Regions from separate parts of the Mus musculus genome. Here region 2 is linked to region 1. Evidence: chromatin contacts called from public HiChIP or PLAC-seq data. All regions are on one chromosome and are shown on one strand. The core of a region is the stretch at or near the end of the contact, and the rest is flanking DNA. Distances in the headings are between cores, read along the strand shown.

Region 1 (7,702 bases), core at 3,575-6,074:
TGGAAATCCAGGAGTCTAGGGTAAATTGATTCGTTGCTTGCAGCAGTTATTGAACGGAACATCATTTTAGCGAGGAGAGAAACTTATTTTGAAGTGTAGCTTCAGTATAAGGAGGTTGTAAGAACTTGTGTTTTATTATTGATCTCACAAGGACTGCAAGCAAGTAAGAAAAGGAACAGTGGAACAATGGGTTGTTTTCTTTTTATTAGACACTTAATTTAGGACTCTGCAAAAAAGGCATGGTCGTTTCCTGGGTTGTTTAAACTCTGCTGAATCATGTACAAATCACTTAGAATACTCATCATATTTTTGTTGGTGAATTTAGGAATGTAGGAGTTTCCCATAGTACATTCAGTGAAGCCCCATCTGTCGTGGGCATCTATGTTGTTCATCACTGGGTCCACACCTAGGGACCAGGGTGTGTTATATAAACCCAGGAGCAAAGGAAAGGGCTGCCAGTCAGAGTCAGTTTTATTTCCTTATTTCTGGGGAAAGCTGCCTTCAGCCCCAGGCTGAGGTGAGGCTTGTCTCTCCTCCAGCCACACTCAGTGGCATTTCCACCCCAGGCCCTAGGCTCTATGCCTCACCCTGTCACACCTTGGGAAGGTACATTTCTTTTCCTGTAAAGTTCTCCAGAAATGACATAAAATAGATGGACTAGGATTTTCCTACAGTGAAACTGTCTGATGTCTTACCAGATGTTTCTATCCACTGAGATCAGACTGCTGCCTCGGTGTCCTTTTGGCTTCTAATGCTGAATCTCATTTACTCTGCCACCAGCAACAGTTGGTGACTGGTGGAAAGTCACAGCTCAGTTGCAGGAGTCTGGCCTGCTGCTCTTCCCCACACAGTGTGACTGTAGTCAACTGTAAGGAACTGTGTGTTCTAAAATCGATAGAAGAAGATTTTGAACAGTTTATGTATGTGTGTGTCAAAACATCACATTGCACCTGACTGTTCCTACAATTATGATGTGCCAAATGAAAACCAAGGGTTGCTGCTGTTGTGTGTGTGGGGGTGGTGGTGGTGGTGGTGGTAGTAGTGTGTGGTTTTTCAAGACAGGGTTTCTCTGTGTAGTCCTGACTGTCCTGAAACTCTCTCTGTAGACCAGGCTGGCTTGGAACACAAGACATCTACCTGCCCCTCCTAAGAGCTGGGATTAAAGGCACATGCCACCACTGCCTAATTCAAAATAAAGTATTTTTTCTATTGAAAAGAAAGACACAAGGAAAGAACAGTAAAAAGTGGCAACGGATCAGCTTCTGCCCATCCCCACACTTTATCTCTTGACGGCACATCCTCCACTCTAGCTCTTTCCCTGAACCTAGCCCCCCGATCCTTTAATAATGCAAACACCCAGAGTCTGGACCTACTCTTGCTGTCCTTGCACAGTGTTTCTCTGAGAACACGCAGCTCAGCACCAGCCTCCTCTCAGCAGTTTATCCTCCGAGCCTCTGTTCCATCCTCAGGAGACCTTACCAAGCACCCAGCATGAAGGACTGGCTCCCCAGGTCAATTTCAACCACTGCTGTCTAATGACCAGAACTGCAGGTTTAGCATTAGAAACTATCTAGAAACTGTCTCATTTAATTTGCTGTTGGGACAATCTATCTCTCTTTAGAAAATTTATGGGATCCCCATTGTTTTCCAGCACACTGAAGAAGGCTTGGCTCAGAAAATGAAGGCTATCTCAAGGAGCAAAGTCTAAATGAATGGACGGGGACACACACACACACACACACACACACACACACACACACACACACACACACAGGGACCATAAAAGAAAGGAAGTAAGCCAGGATGCCCATGGGGAGGGCGGGGTTCTGCAGCAGGAGGAGCAGTGGTGGGTGAGAAGTAGTATGAAAATGTCAGGTAGGTGTTTTGTTCCCAATTCTAAGAAGGGGCAAAGTGTCCACACTTTGGCCTTCGTTCTTCTTGAATTTCATGTGTTTAGCAAGTTGTATCTTATATCTTGGGTATTCGAAGTTTCTGGGCTAATATCCACTTATCAGTGAGTACATATTGTGTGAGTTCCTTTGTGATTGGGTTACCTCACTCAGGATGATGCCCTCCAGGTCCATCCATTTGCCTAGGAATTTCATAAATTCATTCTTTTTAATAGCTGAGTAGTACTCCATTGTGTAGATGTACCACATTTTCTGTATCCATTCCTCTGTTGAGGGGCATCTGGGTTCTTTCCAGTTTCTGGCTATTATAAATAAGGCTGCTATGAACATAGTGGAGCATGTGTCCTTCTTACCGGTTGGAACATCTTCTGGATATATGCCCAGGAGAGGTATTGCAGGATCCTCTGGTAGTACTATGTCCAATTTTCTGAGGAACCACCAGACTGATTTCCAGAGTGGTTGTACAAGCTTTCAATCCCACCAACAATGGAGGAGTGTTCCTCTTTCTCCACATTCTTGCCAGCATCTGCTGTCACCTGAATGTTTGATCTTAGCCATTCTGACTGGTGTGAGGTGGAATCTCAGGGAGTGTGGACACTTTGCCCCTTCTTAGAATTGGGAACAAAACACCCATGGAAGGAGTTACAGAGACACAGTTTGGAGCTGAGAAAAAAGGATGGACCATCTAGAGACTGCCATATCTGGGAATCCATCCCATAATCAGCCTCAAAAAGCTGACACCATTGCATACACTAGCAAGATTTTGCTGAAAGGACCCAGATATAGCTGTCTCTTGTGAGACTATGCCGGGGCCTAGCAAACACAGAAGTGGATGCTCACAGTCAGCTATTGGATGAATCACAGGGCCCCCAATGGAGGAGCTAGAGAAAGTAACCAAGGAGCTAAAGGGATCTGCAACCCTATAGGTGGAACAACAATATGAACTACCCAGTACCCCCCAGAGCTCGTATCTCTAGCTGCATGTGTATCAGAAGATGGCCTAGTCGGCCATCAGTGGAAAGAAAGACCCATTGGTCATGCAAACTTTATCTGCCTCAGTATAGGGGAATGCCGGGGCCAAGAATTGGGAGTGGGTGGGTGGGGGAGCGGGTGGGGGACTTTTGGGATAGCATTGGAAATGTAAATGAAATAAATACCTAATTTTAAAAAAAAGAAAGAAAATGTCAGGTAGGACTTGTCTCAAGCTGGTTCGTTTGTTCTCATCTTGTTTCTTGTGTGATAGAACCTGGCTCTTTGTCATATCCCCCTTCCACCCAAAATGTGAAGCTCAAAAAGTATTAGCAAGGAGGAGTAGATGTAGCTCTTAGTATGGGTCAAGCTCTCCCCTCTACTCTCATGTGTACTACTTCATGCAAGAGCTTCCTATGGTAGGTGCTAACAGCGTGAGAATGATAAGTTAAACCATACAAAGTCCCACAGCCACTGGTAAGGGTTTAGGGACAGGAGCTGACATGAAGTCCCTTGTCTTAAGCGTTCATATTGTTAACTATCACACTAATGCAGAAGCTGGTGACCAATTGGAAAGTAAAGGCAGCAAGGACCATCTCACGGCACAGTGCACAATGATAGCGACCCTGAGAGGCACCCCAGAGCTTCCAACTATGTTACCACAAGTCCCTGTCCCCCCCAGATCTGCAGTGTTCTCTCCACTTGCATGCTCACACACATCCTCCCACTATAGAGACAGTGCAGCTGGTGGGTTATTCTCCCTGCCTCATTTTGATACTCCAAGGAGAACGCTGATATTATATATTAGGATTGCGGAGTGAGGTTGGGGGAGGGGGAGCAGGTAGTCATGAGAGACATAAGATTTATCTTCCTAATTTCTTTTGTTTCTCCAAAGGAAAAGTTTGGTAACTCCAACTAAGATCTTTCCTGATGGTGAGAACATCGCTTAACTCTCTAGCTTGCTCCTTCTTTGTGCCTGGGAAGAAAAGGACACTGTCGTGAGCTCATAGGATGGTTCAGTGGATAAAGGGGCTTGCTGCCAAGCCTGACAACCTAGTTTGATCCCTGGGTCCCACATGGTAGAGAGAGACAGCAAATTGTCCTCTGGCCTCAACATGTGTGTCATGGCCAAGTGTGTGCCCATGTATGTACACACATATGTAAAGAAGTGCAACAACACTTTGAAGTGTCCCATAAAGCAAAGACAAAAGTATAAATTAGAAATAGCAAAGAAGCCAAAGCAGATAACATCCTCCAATATCAATGAACAGGAACAAAAGAAAGCTTGAAAATGCTGGCCATTTGGAAGAGGGATATCGAAGGTCTTGGCATGTACATTTTGCCTTTGCAATGCCTTAAGTGATAAATATTTGTCCTCTTAGCCCCTGCAAGTGAAGGACTAGACATCCTTTGAGGAGATAATCTGTACTTACTAGCCCTGACTTCCAACTCCCCTCTTTTAGTTGCTATCCTGGTTAATGTTGGGTATGTCTATGGGTCTCTCTCTTCTGAATGGGGTAAACATCTGCAATGACGAATGTTGGGTAGCTCTGGCTCCTTAGAGTCTCAGGAGGGACCTAGCACATTATTGAATACATTCTACCAAAGATCTGCACCATAGGCTCTGGGCTAGGAATAATACTGTTAATGTGGTTTAGGTGCTGGCTGTGAGAGCCAACGTTTTGTTTGATACACTAGAATATTTAACTGATATTCACACACTAGATTTTTGCTTTAGCCTTGAGAACAAAGTATAACTGTCACACCTAGAAACATTTGAACTTGAATATTAATCCTAGAAGGCTCTTCAGCATCTTCCAGGATGTCCCCTCTAGAACAGAGGAGGAGGAGACTCTGAAGTAACACACTGCTATAGTTGCTTAATGACACATGGCTCATCTGAACACCCAGCATTACACCCCTCACCCCACACACCACCACCATCATATCTACATGCCCCAGCTTCCTCCAGAACCTCACGAACCAACCACAGCTGCAGCCACACGCCAGCCCTAAGGTACCCATTTACAAAAAGTCCAACCTGGAGGTGGAGTGGAAAGTATTGAAGCGCTAATGTAAAACTCCCCTTGACCTCATGGCCTCATTTATCAAATGTCCTATTACTTTCATTTCCTTTAGAGATAACTTGATGGCAGGATGTCTGCGCCTGCTGTCTCCTCCTGTTGTCACTGTCTAGCAAGTCAAGGGCCCTGCTAGAAGTCTCTTTAACCCCAGACATTGGCTTTGGTGGCCACTGCTTTGCTGACACTGTTTACCAATGGCCACCAATGGAGTCACTTTATTAAAGATGAGGGTGGATTGCCACTATGTTTGTTCATCATCTTTCTGGGGTCCTCGGAGACTTCTGATGCTGTGAGTGAGTTTCTTCTTGTTTTGAAGCAAGCATCCTCCACTTTCATGTGCACTTGCTATTGCTAGGTGCCTTCCTCTTTCTCTGGCTCCTTTTGCCATCTCTGCTATCCATATAGCTACCTAAGATTCTTAAGTCTCCCTAGAGTTTCTCTTATCTTCTGTTTTAGTCCCCTGTTGCCACAACAAACCAACCAAAACTTTGTGGTTTCAAACTGCAACAAATTCTTGTCCCTAAGATCCTGTGGCTTAATTAAGTGCTCATGTGTCTGTGGTATTGGCGAGGGAGTCAGGGTGGGGATGGTAGTGGTGGTGGATGGTTGTTCAGAAATAGCCTTACTAACATGGCTGGACATTAGTTCTAGCCACTGGCTGGGAGCTCAGGTTGAACTGACAGTTGATGGCCTGAGCCTCCCTTCAAGAGATCTTAAGCAATCTCCCCATTCTGCTTCTTGAAAATGGGCCTGTGCTTTACCAGTGCTCCCAAGGATAAAGCTGCCAGTGCTCATCAGGCAGAGGGATTCAAAACTTCCGGATGCCCCTGCTTGGTCAAGACAAGCACACAAGGAAGAGAGCTACATCTTTATGAGGTGGCATTTCAGGCAGAGAGAGGGAATGGGTGGCAGACACAGGTGATAATCTGTCATGGTTACCCTTCTGCCTTTGACAGTGGTTAGCACTCGCACCTGCCCAAATCCTCATTCCATGATGGAATCAGCTCCAAGTCGTCACTATAATATAGCAGTCTCTCCTCTACTCCCTAATACTGTTTCTCAGCAGTTGCTTCTGTGTGGTTGCTAAAGGAGGAGGCATCATGATCCCTCTGGGTCAAGATGGCAAGTTATATCACAAACGAAGAACCTGTTGTGGGAGAGGATGCAGAAGAAAGCCATAAAGTCGAGAGCACACAGGACGGGCAAGCACCACTGTTGTGAGCAATTCTGGAATTCCACTGGGCACATGTTACCATTTTGCCCTGACGCCTGGGCCAGAGAATGTCCCTGGATTGGTTGTGTGTTTCTGCTTCTTGTGAGTAGTTTTCCATGGCTCTTGGCAATTCCTTGAGGATTCCTGGCTTTTCCTTCTGAATCCTCCTTCCTTTCCTGTAAGAAATACCCTGTGAGCTGGGTGTGGTGGTGCATGCCTGTCATCTTAGAACTCAGAAGGCAGAGACAGGAGAATCACTGCAATGCATGGCCAGCCTGCTCTTAATAGCACATTCCAGCAAGAGCTACATAGTAAGACCCTGTCTCAAGAAGCCCCAATCCAAACCAAACTGACAAAGCCAAATGTCCGTTGTGTTTAGTTGAGGTGCTCTCTTAGGCTTCTTTCTGCTTGGAGGATGTTCGAGGTCTTGGCATCCCTTTTAATTTTTCATTATTTGTCCCTTCAAATGTTCAAGTTTAAGCTGATATAAGTCCTTTTAAATTTTGTGAGATCTCTGTGTTCTCAATCACCCATCGTGACTTGTAGCCATCACCATCTTTACCAGAACAGCTGCGATTAACCACAGTCACCCCTTCACAAGCTCGTGCCCACTGAGCTGGCATAGGGAGAGTATCTGACTATTGTGCATGAAGCCCCGGCTTTGATTCCTAGCACTGCATAGTATAGCATGGTGCTGTACTCCTGTTCCTCTGGAGATGGGAGAAAGAGGATCAGAAGTTCACTGCTCTAAGAAACAGCTCACTCTCATTCCTGCAAGTGTAACCAATAAACTCATTGTGTCACCAAACTAGTGTCATTTCTTTAGTCTGTCATGGGTACCTTACCTGAGAGGTGTAGACGTTTGCCCTGAACTTCATGCCACGTTATACCCGAACAGATCTATTTGAAGACAGACTGCCTAAGCTACAGGATTTTAGTGTTAAAAACAACTGGGGTAAGGGCTAGAGCCATGGCTCACCAGTTAAGAGCACTTGCTGCTCTTGCAGAGGATCTGAGTTCAGTTTCCAGTACCCACGTCAAGTGACTCATAGTTGCCTGTAATTCCAGTTTCAAGGGATCCATTACCCCCTGGCTTCCACAGGCACCCGCATACAATGCAGTGCACATACATACACTCAGGCATATACTCATTAAAAAATACAAAATAAATAAATGTTTAAAAACTTTTCCAGGGTGCTAGCTACTGTATTCCTGGGAAGTTCCCTGTCCAGAAGCAACACCCTTCCCCACCCCACCCCCATTTTTTCTAATGGAGAGATCCGTGGGTACCACTTAGACTTTTAGGATTTTGATAGTCTGACGACCACACGTTTGATCTGTTCTTCACCCGGACACTGTGTTTTCTAGGTAGCTTTTGGAATTGATTGTTACCCTGTGTTCTTTGAGAATGTCTTGTTAGCTAGAGGTTTAACCAATATGAAATCACTTGAAAATCCTTTGTCAACAGTTGAAACTATTACCTCTAAATTCTTCCTGAAAATGGAGTGATTCAGTTAATCTCACCC
Region 2 (7,702 bases), core at 3,619-6,118, 70 kb before region 1:
GGTCACCAACTCCATGCCTGCCAGATTCCCACAGCTTTCTGACCACGTCTCTGTTATGTCTGGGACTACTTTTTAGCCCTACTCGGTAAGGATGTGCTATGCTCCGTATGGTAGAGAGGAAATATGACTTCTGTTGATATTGATTGAGTACTGACTGTCTACCGTACTTGCATAAGGAACTTTGTATGCTGTATCTAACCATACTCACAGTGTTTGCATTGAAGAAATCGAGAAGAAACACCTTGTAGACTCTGCTGTGGGTCCTTATGGCACAGCAGAACCATTTCTAGCATGGATGCAACAGTGAATCTCTCCCAGGTCATTTTCTCCTACTGTGCTACCTCTCTTCAAGACCATCCCTATCAGGATTGCCCAGAGTCCCACCCCTAGTGGATGACTGGCAGAGCCTCCCATGCCCATAAACACATGGTCACCAGCACAGATGCTGCTCATTCACGGGTCCCAAGACCTGTGGGCTGGCCTCCTCTGCCAACCATTCTCCAACTCTTCAAGTCTATTCCACAGAACACTCAAGACCCTGCCCCCATGTCCTGCCTTCAAGGGCCTCATTTCTCTGAACCGATCGGTTCTCCTGAGACAGTCATCATTCCCAAAGCACAACTGTGGTTTTGATTGTTTCCGCAACAAAAAGAATAGATTAGTCATTGACTCTCAGGACGCGAAAGAATCCTCATTATATTTGACTCAATGTGATCATTTTTAGAGAAAATGTCTAAATAACACAGTTAAAGCTACAGAGCAAGGGACAGGTTACTTCAAGACCAGAACATCACCTGTATGACTGTCACACAGAATACATCTGTTCAAAGGGATGCAAACTGACCTGTGAGGGCAGAATGAGGAGTGATAAGAGAGAGACAGATAATTTGGGGAGGGGGCAGGGTGACCTAAATTGTCCTATCACTGCCACTGTGGCACCACATTCCCTAGCCTTGTGGAGATGAAGGCATTTTTGAGGGAATGGCAGGTGTGACACTGGCCTGTGCCTTAGAAGAAAAGAAGTCAAACCTTCTTTCCCTGTTGGAGTGAGTCCCACATGACATATAGTCACAAGGTCCTTCTCCAGTGCTCTGGGATTGCTATGGCAGTCAGAAGACAACCTGTGGAAGCCGCTTTCTCCTTCTGCCTTGTAGGTTCTGAGAACCGACATCATGAGGCCAGCCTTGGCAGGAAGCGCCACTGCCTGCTGAGCCATCTCACTGGCCTCTTGGATCATTTTCAGTACGAGCTCCAACTCATTAGACAGTGCTGCCCATATTCATGTGGGTCTTCCCTCCTCGGTTAAATCTCTCTGGAAACACTCTCACAGACACGCCCAGAGATGAGTCTTGTCGCTTATTCTACATCTAGGCAAATTGATAATACCACCAAAGGGGACAAATCACGTGAAATCATCGCGGTGTCTGTCAGACGTTCAGTAGACCGTCAGCTTCAGAGCCTCAGGGAGAAGTGGGAGGTGGAGACCGATTTAGAACTGGCATTTGGTCTTGCGATCCAGATCAGCTCACGGATACCACGAGAGAAAAAATAGGACATCTAAAGATGGAAGCCTAGGGTTGCCCAAGCTTCAAGTTAGAGATGAAGGAGGGCGACTGACAAAATTACCAGAAAGGAGTGACTCAAGAGAGGGAGGCTGAGGAAGAGAGAAAACTGTTGGGGAAGGGCTTGAAGTCAACCCTGGCTAATCAAGTCGCTGAGGTGATTTGAGCACCTGAGAAACTTGAGCGCTGGGGTTTACTAATCCTCTGGTATCAAGAAAAGAAAGAGCAGGCTGTGGTGGGAGGTCACGGCCCTCCCAAATTTCAGAATGGTGCAAGCCCTGTTTGAGCAAGGATAAACCACGGGTCATCGGGGCAACCTGGCAGCTCTTCACCTTTTGGGTTGTAGGATTGAGATTGATGTGATTTTGTTTGGAGCTTGAAGGAAATGTTACCTTTTTGTGATGCCTGCCTGTCACAGAGCAGTCATCCCACTGCACTGAAAATTACTTCAGAGCAAAGCAACTACGGGAGTGAAACTGGGAATTGGAGGCAAAGCCCACCTAGTCCTTAGGGTCCTGCTGACGTCACCTTGAGGGGAGAGGGCTGCGGCACATGTGAAGGGAGGTTCCTGACATGCTTTTGGCAATAAGTCGTCAGGAAAGAGCAGATGCTCCCGAACCTTGAGTACCACAGAGGGAATTAGGAAATACCTCCCCAGCTATGTCACCCAGTGAAGCACGAGTTACACCATCCCCTTTCCATCTCCAGCATCCTAATTGCACTACAACGTTGGGACCACAATTAGAACCAGAAGCAGGACCCCAGAGGCAGAAACCAGCCAACCAGTCTGAGTCACTGAATTAGAAAAGCACCAGGCCTTTGGAAAGAGAGCCTACTTAGGTATGGGGATCTTTACACTCTGGACATTGTTGGTAAGGAGCTGAATGAGGTTCCAAAAATTGTTTTTGAAGTTATAGTGTAGACAGACACTGAAAAGGCTCTTGAAAGTAAAGATAGCAAGTAATTTCATTCACTCATTCATTCATTCATTCATTCATTCGCCCAATTTGATTTTGGAACACTTTGTGTATCTGAGAAGAGATAGGAGTGATATTTTTCCTCCCAGCACTTACAGTCTAGGCCATAGCTGGGAAAAATAGGATGTCTCCTGCTGTGAGCATGTCAGAGGGGGAACAGGGACACCAGAAGATAAAAGAGAGGCAGCATGATCAAGGGTCAGAAGGCTTCTGAAGTGAAACAGCATCTCAGCTATTGTCTGAAGGCCAGGACAGTCAAGGGACTTGTGTGTTCCTACCACGGGGAGGGGAGAATCCTACAGACATCGGCAGCCAATTGCTAAGGCTTATGTCTTGGAGCTTCCAAGAGCTCTGGGCATTGAGTTAGCTGTCCTCTGCTTCAGTATCCTCACGCAATAACAACACTGCCAATTTCAAGGAGTCTCAAGGACTAAACAGGCTGCAGCACACCGAGTACTAACCTACTCATTGCCTAGAGGCCGAGGAAGCTGAGGAAGGTGCCAGCCATGCCACCCAAGTTCGAAATCTGTTTCAGAACTGTGATTAGAAAATGTATTTCCTAGGGCTTTTCTACTGAATCCCAGACCCTATTTCCTGGCACTGTCTCAGGCTTCTGGATGGCAAATGCACCCACTCCCGGGTCAAGAGGCTCTGCCCTTGAGGTAGAGAAAGGGTGCCAGGGCTTAAGTGAGAATCATGGACTGGAAAGATGGCTCAGAAGGTACAGGAATGGGCTGCAGTGCCTGCGGACCTGAGTTTGATCCATGGGACCCACATGGTAGGAGACCATAGCTCCCCACAGGCTGTCCTCTTATCTCCACACACATGCCATGGCATGTACACATGTGCAGACATGTGTAAATATAAATATAAATGCAATTTTAAAACTTTTAAGGGGAGAACCACTTAAAGTTGACGTGGGAATTTGCTGGAGGGTCTGAGGCACCATCCCAGTTTCCGGTGGGCAGCAGAATTAATTCCCAGGGCACAGGCTCTGATGATGAGTTTACATATTACTCTCCCCATGGGCACAGAGTTCTGTGGCTTTCGGTACTGTCCCAGGCTATATGACCAGCACTGCTATCTGATTCCTAAATGTCTTCATTACCTTAAAAAGAAAACATTTGCCAGGCTCTTGGAGGTGCAGGTCTGAGGCAGAGCTTCTGTTGCAGAAATTGAGGATCTATAATCAGGAAATTCATAAGCATTGTGGATCTGGAGTAAAGAGCTCATTTTCAGGGAATCCCTCGCCTCCCCCATTTCCTACAGCTCCACTTGAGGCCCCTCCCCCACCTCTACTGCCCTTGGGTTACCTCACAGTCATACCATCCTGGCTTCTGGTCTAACGACTGAGAATCTATGTCAGGTATTCTGTTACGGCAACGAGACACACAATGAATATAAGCTCTCCCCCTCTCTCAAAGACACTAAGATCTCCAACGTCACAAGAACACCCATTTTCTGAGAGGACACATTTCCAAGGCAAGATTTACCATGACCCTCTCAAGTTCTCCCACATGGCTGATTCTTCTCCTCTTTTCTTTATTTAGATTTTATAGAAATAGGGGGTTCAAGGCATACGGATTTCCAGTTGGGGAAGATGAAAACACTCTAAAGAGGTGATGGTTACAGCTGGATGTGGTAAGTCTTAATCCCATCAGAGATAGGAGGATCTCTATATGAGTTCAAGGTCAGCCTGATCAACATAGGAAGTTCTAGGACAGCCAGGCCAGTTACACAGAGAAACTGTGCCTTGAAAAGTCAAAAGGTAAGGGAAGAAATGATGGTTGCACAACAATGTGCATGTGCCTAGTGCCACAAACTGTGTGCCTCAAGGCAGTTAGGATGGCATATTGTATGCTATACATTTTTTTTCTTTAACAGGTTAAGAAGTAATATGATTATGCTAGCTTTATGGCTAAGCAGCTCCCTGAATTCTAGAGGGTCTTATAGTTGGGGTACCTTAGCAAGAATTTGAATGTCTTCTGTGAAATGAGTGTGACCTTTTAATTAATTTTTAAAAATTAGCTACAGAGCTGTCACTCTGGTTGAAAGTTCAGGCTGGAGTCTGGTGGCCTGGGATTGCACAGCTCCCAGGGTTTGGGGAAATGGGTAAGCCAAGTCTTTCTCTATGCCTAGGTTTTGTCACCTGAAAAATAAAAACTATTGTTTCTCCATTATAAGGTTGCAAGAAATAAATGAATTAATGTGTCAAAAATCTGGTAGGAGCATCACCTATACTTATTATCTGTCCAAAGTCCTGCTGTCCTGGAGCAGACAACAAATATGCAAATGTGGGTTGTAGATATAGTCAGCAGTCAGAGTACACTGATGCTGTGTGTAAGACAAGGAGCTATAGCCTTATCAGAAACATGGAAACAGGGTTGGGGGAGGAAGAGAGAGGGGAGGGGAAGGGAGGGGAGGATAGAAAGAGAGAAAGAGAGAGAGAGAGAGAGAGAGAGAGAGAGAGAGAGAGAGAGAGAGAGAATCTTCTCCTGGTACAGTCAGAGGCTGACTTAACACAGCCAATCATGAACATTGATGCCTCTGGCCTGCCCTCTCAGACTCCTCTTTCTGAGGAAGACAGTGACTGATGGGGCCCCTGCCCTCTGAGGAGGCCTAAGCCACAGCTCAGGGCAGCCTGCAGTTTCTGTAGCAGGTACTTTTCCTGTTGCCCTCAGAGGAAACATGAATCAGCCACTGTTTGGTTCCATTTCCTGGGAGGCCTCAGGCCCAGGAAATCTGTGGTTTAAGCATCAGTTCAGAGATCAAATGAAATGGCTCTTGGCAGTGGCGTGTGTTGCTAGGACCACTGACAATGTTCTCTGAAGCCAGATGAGTCACGGTGAGCTGGCTCTTCGGCTGTCTTTCTCCTGATTACATTCATCTCGTGAAATGAGTAGAATTTCCTGGCCTCCGGTGACTCTTCCTTAGCTGGGCTGGATGGAGGAGCACATCTGGAGCAGTTTGGGCAAGGATGGAGGGTCCATCCTGTGTGGTTGCCTGCTTGGTACAGCGCTAGAGCAGAGGTCAGGCATGTGTATCCTCACGTGTACTACAACTAGTGAATGCTGGAGTCAGAGACCTGCTCTGACCACTTCTCTCTCTCTCCCTCTCCAGCTACTGAGCAGAGACTGTTGTAACCAGTCTTGGGACAACCAAACTCTTTACCATACATCGCAAAAGGAAAATTAGGTTATAGTTCACCTTATTTATACGGCTATTCTCTATCCTCCCGTGTAATGAAATAATTAAGAAATCTTACAGGATTTTTGCAGAGACAGTTAGATAACATCAGCATGTAAATCATCACCCCTTTGGGCTCCTGTGTATCAAGAGATCTTTCCGTGCATGGATTTATCATGAAGGAGGAAGGGTTTTCCATGACAGAGTAGTAATGTGGTGACCGGTCCAGGATAACAGAGCCTGGCGCAGGCTAAACGAGGATACTGTGATGTTGAAGATACTTGGTGAACAGCCACATACCCACCGCATCTCAGTGCTGGTATCTGTTTTGTGATTTAACTCCATGTGGTTTTGAAAGTCTTTCCTACACAGAAAGCATGGGAGTTGAATCCTACCTCCCAGGACAAGCCGTGATATGTAATTTCCAGGTAGATGACACCCAAAAGATAGTATTTGAAACAGTTCGTAATCTTGGAGTCATCATATAGATGCTATCAGTGGTGATAGTGACATCATCAATGGCAGTGATGGGTGAGAGAGTTCATGTTCAGAACCTCTCAGGTCTCGGGAAGGCACCTTTTCAGGTAGCTTGGGTGATCTACTGACATCTGTTCTAACTTCAACATTCTTTGAGCAAGTGCACACATTTGTGAGTTAGGCTATGGGAATGAAGCAGACTGTGAAAAGCTAGATGCATACCTTATTTAAAAGGGGGAGATGTTATGTAGCTATAACTCTTAGATAACTAGAATTTCCCAGCTGATATATGCACCTGGCTGTATGTGTCTATTATCTATCTATCTATCTATCTATCTATCTATCTATCTATCTATCTATCTACCTATCCATCCATCCATCCATCCATCCATCCATCTACCTATCTAACCCTCTACATATCACCCGTCAATTACTTATCTATCAACATCTATCATTTACTGCAATTATACAATCTATCTATTCATGTAAATGGGTGTATATTTTAATAATTCAAAATCTTGATATGCTCAAGAGGTGTGAAAAATTATAACAATAAATCAAGGACTGTCTCTATTACACCAGACCCACCCACAGCCGCATGTCTCCTTGCCTCAGTCTCAGGCAAACGCTAACTTGCTTTCTGTCTCTGAGCATTTGCCTCTTCTGGGATTGGACATGAACAAGTCATGCACTTTGGGGCCTTCAGCCAAAGGCTGCTTCCACTTAGCATCATGTTTCCCGGGTCCATCACTCCAGGGCACGCATCGATGCTCCATCTCTCTTTCTTGCTGAGGAATATTCTGTCGTGTTGTATTATCTCATTTATACCCCCTTCACCGGTGGCCTGATGGATGTTTAGTCACTTCCAGGTTGGGAGTAGCTGCGAGCCAGGCTGCGGCAAGCGTCTGCGTACAACTTCTTCTACAGATGATTTCACTTCTACTGGGTCCGTAGTCAGGGGCACACAGGAATAGCTCAATATTTCACTGAACAGGCCTTCCTTAACACCACCCTCTCAAAAAATCATATGGATCAACCACAGAACATCAGAGAATAACTCTCAAACTTTGGCATAGGATTTTTTTTTTTTTTTTTTTGTAGCTGACACTCCTGAATCCTTGTGGATTTTCACCTTTCCCAGAATTTTAATAAATCTTTGCATTTACTTAATGCAAATGTTCCTCCTCCCTTCTTCTTCCCCCCCTTTCTTCCTTTTCCCCTTCTCTTCTTCCTCTCTCCCTCTTCTTTCTTTCTTGTCTTAAGGCTGCACTTGTTAAATGTTGTGAGACATATAGACATCAAAGCCAACTTTTTTTAAAATCTTTTTTCTTTTTTTTTGTCTTCTTGGTTGTGACACAGGAGATTGAACCCAGAGCCTGTGACTGCTAGGAAGCCCTCTCCACTTGAGCCATATTCTTTTTTTTTTTTTTTTTTTTTTTTTTTTGGGTTTTCGAGACAGGGTTTCTCTGTAGCCCTGGCTGTCCCGGAACTCACTTTGTA

Evidence for each region. HiChIP or PLAC-seq counts read pairs in DNA pulled down with a chosen protein or histone mark.
Region 2: a contact with region 1 is called in a BATF HiChIP or PLAC-seq map of CD8 T cells, with 90 read pairs. The contact joins two enhancer-like sites. A contact is called at or near these places in 1 of 15 datasets of contacts at CTCF or cohesin (the NIH/3T3 cell line), 18 of 484 Hi-C or Micro-C datasets (the 3T3-L1 cell line, the Ba/F3 cell line, the C2C12 cell line and 13 more), 8 of 115 datasets of contacts at active chromatin or transcription factors (CD8 T cells, Th17 cells, embryonic stem cells and 4 more) and 1 of 9 other capture datasets (bone marrow-derived macrophages).

The regions. Positions count from the first base shown.
Region 1 is chr5:53,418,728-53,426,429 of GRCm38.p6, reverse strand. No RefSeq gene overlaps it. Among named protein-coding and RNA genes, the nearest start is that of Gm40304, 120 kb to the left of the region's middle. Within about 2 kb of position 4,824, at least 42 of the 459 cell types and tissues checked have an H3K27ac peak or open chromatin away from gene starts, as enhancers often do. A contact at or near this core is called in the Ba/F3 cell line, CD8 T cells, the HPC-7 cell line and 6 more, where this site is marked.
Region 2 is chr5:53,488,492-53,496,193 of GRCm38.p6, reverse strand. No RefSeq gene overlaps it. Among named protein-coding and RNA genes, the nearest start is that of Gm40304, 55 kb to the left of the region's middle. Within about 2 kb of position 4,868, at least 146 of the 459 cell types and tissues checked have an H3K27ac peak or open chromatin away from gene starts, as enhancers often do. A contact at or near this core is called in the Ba/F3 cell line, CD8 T cells, the HPC-7 cell line and 6 more, where this site is marked.